Linked DNA regions of Mus musculus: region 2 is linked to region 1. Evidence: chromatin contacts called from public Hi-C data. All regions are on one chromosome and are shown on one strand. The core of a region is the stretch at or near the end of the contact, and the rest is flanking DNA. Distances in the headings are between cores, read along the strand shown. Region 1 has its middle 47 kb from the start of Unc5cl. Region 2 has its middle 8.5 kb from the start of Gm41594.

Region 1 (5,669 bases), core at 1,483-3,982:
GGGAGACATGAGCTCCTGCCTCAAGACACACACACAGACTGACAGTCACACACAAAGACACATGCACAGATAGAAACACACAGAGACACAGAAAGACACACAGAGAAACAGACACACAGAGAGATAGTCAGACAGACAGACACACACATATATAGACACACAGAGACACAGAGAAAGAGACACACAGAGAGAGAGACTGATAGTCAGACACACACAGAGACACACAGACACACAGGCACACACAGGCAGCTAGACACACACACACAGAGACACAGAAAGACACATACAGAGAAACAGACACACACAGAGAGAGAACAGATGGACAGATAGACCGACAGACACACACACATTCCAACGAAGAAGTGAAGAAAGAGATGAAGAAGAGGAAGAGGAGGAAGAAAACAGCTCCCCAGAGAAAGTCGTCATCAGAGCTCACTGCTTAGGTGAGTTACCAAACTTGGAGTCACACCCTATACCCCAATAAGTCAAGCTCAGCCACCAGTCTTCAATAAGCCAATTAAGATGGAAAGCAGAGCACGGAAATGTATCCAATGTGGGCACACTGAGAAAAGGGCAAGTGACCTAGTGACTCCTCAAGTCTATTTGGGGGGCTCATCAAGTGGGATTACATTTTAAACAGAGAGCTGGGAATCTGCACGTACTGCATGTATGTGCAGGTCAATCTGTGATGCTGCCCACCACTGACACACCGTTATCCGGATGTATTGGCTGGTTTTATGTCAACTTGACACAGCTGGAATCATCGGAGAGGTGGGGGCCTCAATGAAGAAAACGCCTCCATAAGACCAGGCTGTAAACAAGCCAGTGGGGCATGACTTATAATCATGACTGATGGGGGGAGGGCCCCGCCCATTGTGGGTGGGGCAAACCCTGGGCAAATGGTCCTGGGTTCTATCAGAAAGCAGGCTAAGCAAGCCATGAGGAGCAAGCCAGTAAGCAGCACTCCTCCATGGCCACTGCATCAGTTCCTGCCTCCAGGTTCCTGCCCTGTTGCGGTTTGTCCTGACTTCCCTCAGTGATGGACTATAGTATAGAATTGTAAACTGAATAAACCCTTTCTTCCCCAGCTCAATTTGATCATGGTGTTCATCACAGCAATGGTAACTCTGACTAGGACCCGACTCCGATCGCTTCCTACCAGGTGCTTGGACAAGAAGTAAACCTCCTTCCTTTTCTTCTCCGAGCTTGAGATTTCTGAGGAAATCACCATTTCTTGGGGTCCATTGTTTCAATAGTTTGACAGTCAAATTGGAGCAACAGGTGTCTCTTTAGAATGTCTTCATTTCTGCAGCCCCTTTGTCACAGACGTACAAGCAGTAGAACCTGTCCACCCCAAAGTGGCCAATGCCCTCCTTTGTTTTTTTGTTTCTTTGGGGGCCTGGGAAGTATGCTGGTGTTTTGTTTTATTGTTTGTTTGTTTGTTTGTTTTGAGACAGGGTTTCTCTGTGTAGCCCTGGCTGTCCTGGAACTTGCTCTGTAAATCAGGCTGTCCTGGAACTCTGTCTGAGTCTGTCTCCTGAGTGCTGAGACTAAGGGTGTACACCACCATGTTTGGCTAGAAGATAGAAATGTTAAATGACCATGGAGGAATCACTGTCTTGAGGACCAGAGAAGAAATGAAATTGAGACAAAAAGGTTGGTGAGGGTGTGGGACAAGAAGGACTGGGGAAAAAATAGACCCAGGTAAGAGGTGTTTATCAGGTAATTAGGATCTGATGTGGCTGGCAGCTATGTGACTAGAGTTTCTTCTAAGCAGCACTTGCTGGTCAGCAGAAGGGTTTCCCAAGCATGATGGATCCAACAAGCATGAAATCATCTTTAGGGAAGAAAGTACAGTTCTGCTTGCATGCACACGTACACACACACACACACACACACACACACACACACACACAGCCGCTCCTGTCAGGTCCTCCTGACAATCTGGCTTGTCAGTCTTCCAACCAGCATACAACGGCTATATTTGAGACAGAATGATGTTTCAGCCTCTCCAGAAAGGCTGTGCTGTCGTCCCCAGTACTTAGAGGCTCTATATCTGCTACAGAAACAGTCACAACCATAGCCATAGCCATAGCCACAGCCACCGCCACAGCCACAGCCACAGCCTCAGACATGAGCCTTGCTTTGATCTATTAAGTGTGCGCGGAAGTCATACATACTTTCCAGTGTACATTGTAAGAATTCTCACATAGCTCTCTAGCTTTGGTTTCTCTTGCTATCATGGGGAGCAGAAATGGCCTAGGTAGTGCCTTGTCTGACTATAGCTAGTCCCCAGAGATGTGTTGTCTAGCCAAGAAGGAAAGTTTTATTGTCAGGCAGATATCTGGTGTGGGCTGGGCTGTGGAGGTCATCTATTTCTAAATCAGCAAGGCTGGCCTGTCTTTCTGATAAACACCTCCCGGGGGACTAAGCAGTGGTCTCAGGAGATGAGTGCACTCAGACTGCCTTACTCCGGGGATCCCTGTCCCTATGCTATCTCTTATTCAGTGTGACTGGCAGTAGGAGAGGGTAATGTACCCTGATCGAGGCAATCCTGGAGAGAGAGACACACTGTCCCCTGGATAGCTCAGCACTTACCTTCCATGAGACTTACTATCACCCATCCTTCCTCCTGTCCTGTTGTAGTTTGAATGTGAAATGTCCCCACATGGGCTCATGTGTTCTGATAGACTTGGCCTCAGCAGTGGCTCTGTTTTATTTAATTTCATAACTAAAGGTTACAGAGCCTGCCTGGATGCTTACCATGCTCCTGCCTGGATGATAGTGGACTGAACCTCTGAACTTATGAGCCACTTCCAATTAAACGTCCATATAAGAGTTGCCTTGGTCATGGTGTCTGTTCACAGCAGTAAAACCCTAACTAAGACACCCAACCTCACTGACCTGCTTCCTCTCATTCTGCCAACATTTCCTGGAAAGACTTCCTCATGGTTTTACCCAAGTCCTTGGGGTCTGCTATGGAGGAAACCAACCTAAGACAGACAAACATGGCTGCTGGAGACCCACAGCATAAACTATGGAGAGAGCAATGAGGAGACCCTCCCGTCCCCTTTCACAATGGGTCCATCTCTACCCTGAGTTTGACCCTTGTGACACCGCCTGGCTGTTAAATGAGGATTTGACTGCCAAGCTTTTTGCCTTGGCCCTGACTCCATCCAGGATCAGAGCCAAGATTCAAACCCGCTTTTGCTGAAAGTGTCACATTACCCCTGTAGGTGACAACACCCCAGCTGAGTGTTCTGTCCCTTCCAGAAGTCACACCTCTCTGCATTTTGAATGTCAAGAGCTCATACGCCCACCTTTTGTCTTTGTGCAGGATCCCCATCCCCCATAATTCATCAAAGACTAACAATAGTGGCTCTGAAATCACATCCAGTCCCTCCAAGGCTGTAGACATAATTCACCAGGCTCAAAGTCCCAAGTTCATTGTCCTTTGCTGCCGCTGGCTTTACAGACTTCTCCCCTGGCCTTACTTCATTCTCCTCTTAGTGATGTTTATTCTCTTCTTTCCAATTGGAAAAGCTTTCCCCGCTGGAGCGGGAAAGCAGCACACTAACAACTAGGTTTCACTGCATTCAATATCTTTGATGGACATTCAAAAACTTTCTCTAAAGAATGCCTTATTTAATATTTTTGTTAGGATTTACTTATTTTTATTTCACATGTATGAGTGCTTGCTGGACGTATGTCTGTGCAGTACCAGCAGAGGCATTGGGTCTCCTAGAACCGGAGTTACAGGCAGTTGTGAACCATCACACTGGTCCTGGGGACTGAACTCGGGTCCTCTACAAAAGCGGCAAGCACTCTTATTTGCTGATCCATCTCTCCAGCCCTGCCTATACTTCATCTTTGCTTGCCAAACAGAGATAAACAGCACTCCTTAAGCCCATCACCTTTAGTTCACATAGGTAGAATCCTTCCCACCTTGCTTCCTACAGATGGTCCACAGCTGAATCAGCCTCACACAGCATTTAGGGAATTGAGGGTTAATCTCAGTGACCAATTTGCTGGGATCTAGAATCAACTGAGACACCTCTAGGCGGCAAAACTGAGAGGGGAAGACACAGTTCCAGAGTGGACAGAACGAGCCAGTGGCAGTCTGGATATTAGGAGGTCCAAGGGAGAAGCAATGAAGCTTTGCCTACCTATCTTTACTCCTTGCTGGTGATTGCATCTATGATGCTGTTGCTGCAGCTTCTAATGAGAGACGGACACCAACAGGTATCCTCTTCAGGAGTCCTCTAGCCTTCAGTACCAGAGTAGGGGGCCACAGAGACACCTTGCCTTGTGGGATGAACAACTGTAAGATTCTCAGACTCTCCAGCTTGCAGATGGACACTGTTGGACTACCAGACCGGTATCATGTAACACAATCTAACAAATCTCCTTTGTGACATGTATCCATTCTATTTCTCTAAAGTACTCAGAGTAACACAGCTGGGCTTCTGCAAGTAACACAGCTGGACTTCTGCAATCGTTTCTCCATCCCGCTGAGGAGAAGACCCTACCGGTTCCTTCTTCAGAAACACATACATCCCACAAAGCGTCTGGGGGCAGTCTCTGGGGTCACTTGAATTTTCAGGCTCTGCAGACTGGGAGCCCCTCTGGTTCCCTGGCAACGGGCTCAGATTCTGCCTCCATTTTTCACTATTTTTCCTTCCATTTTCATGCTTTGCCTTTTTAATCTAGCCATGAGAGAGATTCACCTAGTCCTTCAGTTAAATTACCCCTTTCCCTCTCCACTGGCTCAGTGAATTTTTTTTTTTACAGCAACAATACCAGAGAAAGCAAATGAGAATCTAATGAAAATAGTTACCTGCAGGGCATGGGTGGGGGTAGAGTGGAAGAGTTGGAAGCAGGACTGTTATTCCCCTGTGTGTGATTTTTCAGATACATACTTTTTTTTTCAAGCATTAAATTTTTTTTTCATACTCATGACAAGGTTTTCAAAAAAGGAAAACCCAACATTGAATTTTTAACAGGCTTGAATGAGTCTAACTCTAAATCAAACCAAATAGAAACCTGTCATAAAATTCAAGCAATTCCGGACAGTTTCTAACCACCTACCTTTAAGCAGATACATTCTAGATTAAAAAGCAAAGAAACAACTGTTGTTCACCTGACTCTGAGGGCTTAGTAATTGTAGCACGGGTGTCCTTGTCTATCTGAAAGCACTCACCTGTGTTGCAGAAGACAGAGAGCCAGTAAACCTGGCACCCCATGACCAATGGGGAAAGCACATCAATGGCAGCACCAGAACGGGAGGCAGGATGCTCTGTGCTGGATTTGAATCAGGGGCATCAATGCATGTTCAAAGGTTGTAGTTGTGTGTTTGAGTGTGTGTGCACATGCCGGGTGGTGTTGCTCATGAACATTTATGTGCAATGCATATGTGTGCACATGTGTGTGGAAGCCAGAGGTCACCATCAGACATCTTCATTGTTCTGCATTTTGTATTTTGAGGTCCTCACTGAATAAGGAGTGCAGTTCACCCAGCCTGACTGGCCAGAAATTGCACTGTCTCTCCTCACTAATATAGGTGCATACCATAGAACCTGGAGTTCTTACAGGAGGGCTGGGAATTGAATTTCAGGTTCTCTCGTTTACCAGCAAGTACTTCAATGATTGAGCTATCACTTCAGTCAGAA
Region 2 (5,669 bases), core at 2,342-4,841, 870 kb before region 1:
TGGATGGGTCCTAGCTGGATAACAGTCTCTCTGGTTGCTGCTCCGTGAGCACTTAATCTTATCCCATCTCCTTTAAGAGACCCCTTCCTGATTAAATCTTCTTTAGCTAAATCCAATTAAAATACCCCTTGCCCTGTTCTGATTGGTCAATCACTAAGGGAATTTTATTCTTTGCTGCATTCTCTACTATCTACGGTCCTGAGCCACTCTGATGTGTTTAAAGAACATCACCCTTCTATAATATGAGATGTTTCAAGTACAAGAACATACTGTCTCTTTTCAGTCCTGACAGGCTACCAGCTACTGTTTGTACCAGGAAAGTGTAATGTATATTGTGGACCTAGCCAGTATGTGTGTGTGTGTGTGTGTGTGTGTGTGTGTGTGTGTGTGTGTGTGTGTGTGTGTGTATGTGTGTGTGTGTGTATGTGTGTGTTTGTGTGTGTGTGTGTGTGTGTGTGTGTGTGTGTGTGTGTAAGAGAGAGACAGAGGGAGACAGAGACAGAAAGAGACCAGGAGGGAGAGAAATAGAGGAGACTGAAAGACAGAAAGAGACAGAGACAGAAACAGAAATGGAGAGAGATGCCAAAACATAGAACTAACACACACGGGGTTCATTCTGTCGACTAACTACTCCTTGGCAGAGGTACCACCCCTGGAGTGTGCTTGATACATATAGTATCATTTCGCTAGAGAAAACTGATTTCTACTTTCCCAGAAGGTGTTGACTTCAAATAGCTTCTAGGTAAAGTTCTGCCCACTTCCTCTGGAGGGATTATCTTGCTTAGGTTAGTTGAGGTGGGAATATCTGACCTCTATGAATGGCAGCATTCTCTGGGCTGGGCACCTGGGGTTGTATAAAAAAGAAATTAGTGAGCTGAGCATAAATATTGATCGCCATTTTCTTCCTCAATATGCATGCAACGTGACCTAGTACCTCCCACTCCTGCTGCTGTGGCTTCCCACCACGATGCACTGTAGCCTCCAACAGTCCAAAATCAACTTTCCTTTCCTTGGGTCGCTTCTACAGAGTATTTATCACAGCAATAGAGCAAGCAACTGAGGTGGTGATGAAGGATCATCAAAAGAAACTAGGAAGAGAGTCCTGGAAACAGGACCGAGAATGAAAACTATTTGGCGTGCTTCAGTCAGGGTCCTTCAGAGGGTCGCAGTAACCTGACCCCATGGGGGAAACTCTGGGGTAAAATTTGGTTTCACCATTGGCCAAGGACTGTCCCAGGTAGGTGCCCTAGGAACCCTTCTGTCTGTTTGTCTGTGCAGGTGAGGTGGCTCTAAACCTGGGGCTAGCCCTCCAAAGAGGTGTGAGTACAGGCTGTCGGTGTCAAAATCGAATCAGGAAGAAATGGTGTAGAAATAACACCGAGGACCCAAGGCAGTGGAATAATGAAATGGCTGACTAGGATGCATGTGCTTGCCATAGCTCCATGGAAACCAGGGGTTGAGGTGATGACTCTGTGGTTAAGAGAACTTATTCGTCCAGAGGGACCAAGTCAAGTTTCCAGCACCTGCACCATGACTCAGCAGCCCAAAACTCCAGCTCTGTGGCTCAGGTGCCCTCTTCTGGCCTCCTTAGACACCTGAACTCACACATACTGTCACAGATTCACACACACAATTAAAAGTAAATAAAATGCTTTCTGAGAATCACAGGAACCAGACTAGTGCAGCCACCAAGAAAACACCACACCCCGGCAGGGAAGGAAACTGCCTAGCATGGTTTGGTTTGTCCTGTCCACAATCACTAGTGGCTAGGAAAACAAACAAACAAACAAATGAACAAACAAACAAACCTGCCTAATTCTTGGTTCTCCTCTTGGAAAGAAAACACTGGAACTTATTTAAAGTTCTTGTTTGTATGTGAACAGACCTGGAAGCTTGGCTTGTCCCTCCTGACTGTGGGCCCTGAAGGAATGGCTGGGAAGTGTGAGCATCATCAGGGTGGAGGCCACGGAAATGGTTGGTGGTATAATACAAGTGGCCATTCACGTGTACCTAAGGCAAGGGATTGTGTGTATAGCAGCACAGCACATCAAGACCCCAAGAAGCAGCAGATGTGATACTCAAGGGGAAATGACCAATACATAAAGCAAATGTTCGGGAAGAGGGACCAGGTTATGAAATCTCAAGGCCCCACCCCAGTGACTCACGTCTATGACAAAGTTCCACCACACTCCAGAACAGCACCACAGCTGGGGAGCAAGTGTTCAAACACACGAGTCCACGGGGGCTATTTTATATTCCTACCATGGCATGGCCTGAACTTTAGCACTCCTAAGTCTGGGGCAAACTTTAAAAGACTTGAATCAATAGCCAGCCTATGAGAACAGCAGGAAATTTCAATAGCCTACTTCAAAGAGTGGACAGAACCACCACACAGAGGATCCGTTAGAGAATGGGACTTGAGTAATGAGCTAGACCAATTGTGCAGGTGCCAAACACTCATGAGTGCTGGTAATAATAATTTTTCTCAAGTGGATATGGAGCAGTTGAGGACAGAACGTGTTAGGCTACACATACCTTAATAATTATAAAAGGATTAAAATCAGTGAGAGTTTATTTCCTAATCACAAGGAGACTAGCAATGTAAGGGTACCTGGAATTAGACAACACATTCTTATAAATCAAAGGGGGAGAAATCACAATGAAAACTGAAGCTTGAGACAAATGAAAACGAAAGGAAATATCCCAAACTCACGGATGCAATAAAAGCAGTGCCGAGGGGGACATTTTATACCTGAAGCTGAAGCTGAGATTTCAAATCATCAGACATTGTACCTAAGAAACTAAAGAGAGTAAATATTAAACCTGAAGATAGCAGAAGATAGGAGAGAAAAATTAGAGCAGAGATAAATGAAACAGGCACAGGACGGGAAATGTTAGCTCTCTGAGGAAGAAATCAGCAAAGCTCTAGCTAACCTAAGAAAAGAAAGACTAAGAAATTAAAGAAGGGTGCAGCAGGTTTTGTGGAAGAGGGTCTATAAAAGGATTCTAAGAGTCATTCCCTGCCCCCCCCCCCCATATTAGTTGACTTGGGTAAAATGGCTGAATGTCTACAAACTCAACCAAAACCAACTGGTAAAATAAAAGAAAATATAAACAGGTCTAGAGCCAACACGGAAACTCAATCAGCAATCAGAAATTCCCGTTTGGTATGGGGGCTGAGGGAGAATTGGGACTGAGGTGCATATTTTGCAGACCTGGCCTCCAGGCTCTCCCAGAATCCCTCAGTTCCTGCTTGGCACACCTGCCCCCAGCCCTGTACTTTCCAGCCCAGGGGCTGGGCTGCCCTTTCCCCAAGGCTCCTCCCTATATAATCCAGACATTTTAGGCTCCCCGCTTTTTTCCTCTCCTCTCCCAGTGTGGTCACCCTTTCTCTCTTTCTCTTCCCCGTCTCCACCTCCCTAAGGGGACTTCTCTGGCCTCTGTTCTTGGGACCAGTGAACACCCCTGAGATCAGCTTCCCAATAAACCTGCATCTAATCTGGTTTGAATTGGCTCAGTTCACAGGTAGCAGAGAAATCACCTATCACTACTGAACAGTACAATGTCTAACAGCAGTTGGCTTTATTGAATGTTCAGCTGGACACTGAGAACAAATATTCCAGAAGCAAAGGTACAAGTGTGCAATCCTTGCTCTCAGCAGACTTACACAAGAAAGTCTAGAGTCCATTTGGATCTGGAAGCATCCAAGCCTGTCCTTTTGAAATTGCATGGAGATTTCATCATATAGGTGTGATTGATGTTGCCATTGGTAATAACCTCTATCTTTAGCCTCTGTCTCCTGGAGGATCATGGGGCCAAAATCCAGTCTTTTAATTACACCTTGTTTCTAATAACCAGCCCCCACTATGAAACCCTTTATGGCTTCATTTATATTAGCATATAAATGACACTTGCCATTCACAAGATTCAAAGGATTTAATGGCTAGAGAGTTGCAAACAAAGGTGAAGGCTTTGTCAACTTGGCTAGATTTAGAATAACCATGGCAACTGAACCTTTCAGTCCTCAAATTGCTTCAGTCAAGGATTTTGGGGTTGTTGTGATAAAATGCCCTGACACGAGCAACCTGAGGGAGAAATAGTGTATTGTGGCTCACAGTCAAGGCTAGAGTCCACCATGGTGGAAAGGTCAAGACAGACAGCCACATTGCATCTATGAGCTTACAGGCGATTCTTCTGGGCTCCTCATGGGGACCTAGCACCTGCTTACACCATCACCTGCCCCCATTGCCTGCTGCTGGCAGGTGAGGGCTGCATATAAAAGGACTGCCTGCAGTCCAGTTCTCTTTCTGGTCTCTCTCTCCTCTGCTGTGTCCTTCTCTGTCCCTCCTCCCCTCCCTCATGGCTCTGCTTCCATCTGTCTATATGTCCACTCATCTGTCTCTATCCCTTCTCCAGGCCCTCACTCCCCTCACTTCCCCCAAGAAAGCCCCTTTATACTACATCTATTGCATGGCATAATTTCTCAGGGGGACCCCTCCTCCACCACCACACTATATTTCATATCAGCATCCACAGTCAGGAAGCCAAGGTAAATGCAGTGCTAAGGCTCAGCCATTTATGACATTCATGACTCCATTTATGACAGTCCAGGATCCTTCCCAAGGAATGATGTCACCACAGCTACGATGGGTCTTCTTCCATCAATGAGCTGAATTGGGTAAGAGACTGTCGAGTTAATAATTAATATTAACCATCACAATAACCAAGGGAAAAATATAAACACTCATTTTGCTCGTTTGTAGTTCACTTCAAAGATTACTAATTCTGGAAGCCATTCAGTTAAACAACTGATGCTTCATCTTTGGGACAGATGTTGGCTAGCCGTGTAGATAGACAAGTTATTCATTTAAAAATTGTTTATCTGAAATTAAGATCAGATGGATCATTCCTAGTTTTGCTTCATCTCTCTCTCCTTCAAAGTTGAAGACACTAAGATTGGAGAAAATAAGATACTTAAGATTTGCAGAGGCACCATCCTCAGGTGGCCAACAACAGCCGTCAGTGTTCTGTTCTGGACCACTAGAGTGTTATATCTAGAGGTCTCCAAACTCTTATCTTCTCTGAATCACAAGTCTCATTTCTCTCCTCTCTTCTTTACCTAGGGATAAAGGAAGCTTAAGATGTCGGTTGAGTGCAGACAGCCTTTGCTGGTGACAGATTCCCATTTTCTTTGGTTGCTGGCTTTTCAAGTCATTTCCCCTTGTCCTTGACACTGAGCAGTGATAACATGGTTTCAGTAACAATGTCACATAGTTTAAGCCTGTCAGGATATTCTTAAAAGGAAAGAGTCTGCCCATTGTCACTGCAAATACCACATTTTCTCATTGCTGAATAGACCCAGTGAATTGACTCTTGCTCAGTGGGAGACTTGGCAAATTCTCTTCATTGAAGTTCTTCTATCCCACCCCAGCACTTAAGTTCTACTCAACCCTAATCCATTTCCATTTTTACTTCCCCCTTTAAATATGTATATGTGTGTTTGCCTGCATGTGTTTATTGTGTGCCACATGCCTGCAGTGCTTATGAAAACCAAAAGAGTGTGTGAGATCCCTTGGAAGTCAAGTTAGAGACAGTTCTTAGCCACCATGTTGGTTGCCCCTGCAAGAGTATTAAGCGCTTTTAAGCTTTAAGCCACCTCTTCAGCACCC

Evidence for each region. Hi-C and Micro-C count contacts between places; a contact is called where the count stands out from the background.
Region 2: a Hi-C map of liver shows a contact between it and region 1, with 3 times the contacts expected there. The contact joins two enhancer-like sites. A contact is called at or near these places in 2 of 484 Hi-C or Micro-C datasets (both in liver) and 1 of 9 other capture datasets (embryonic stem cells).

What each region holds. Positions count from the first base shown.
Region 1 is chr17:48,498,799-48,504,467 of GRCm38.p6, reverse strand. It overlaps a transcript of Unc5cl not described here. Among named protein-coding and RNA genes, the nearest start is that of Unc5cl, 47 kb to the right of the region's middle. Within about 2 kb of position 2,732, at least 7 of the 459 cell types and tissues checked have an H3K27ac peak or open chromatin away from gene starts, as enhancers often do. A contact at or near this core is called in liver, where this site is marked.
Region 2 is chr17:49,367,028-49,372,696 of GRCm38.p6, reverse strand. No RefSeq gene overlaps it. Among named protein-coding and RNA genes, the nearest start is that of Gm41594, 8.5 kb to the left of the region's middle. Within about 2 kb of position 3,591, at least 6 of the 459 cell types and tissues checked have an H3K27ac peak or open chromatin away from gene starts, as enhancers often do. A contact at or near this core is called in liver, where this site is marked.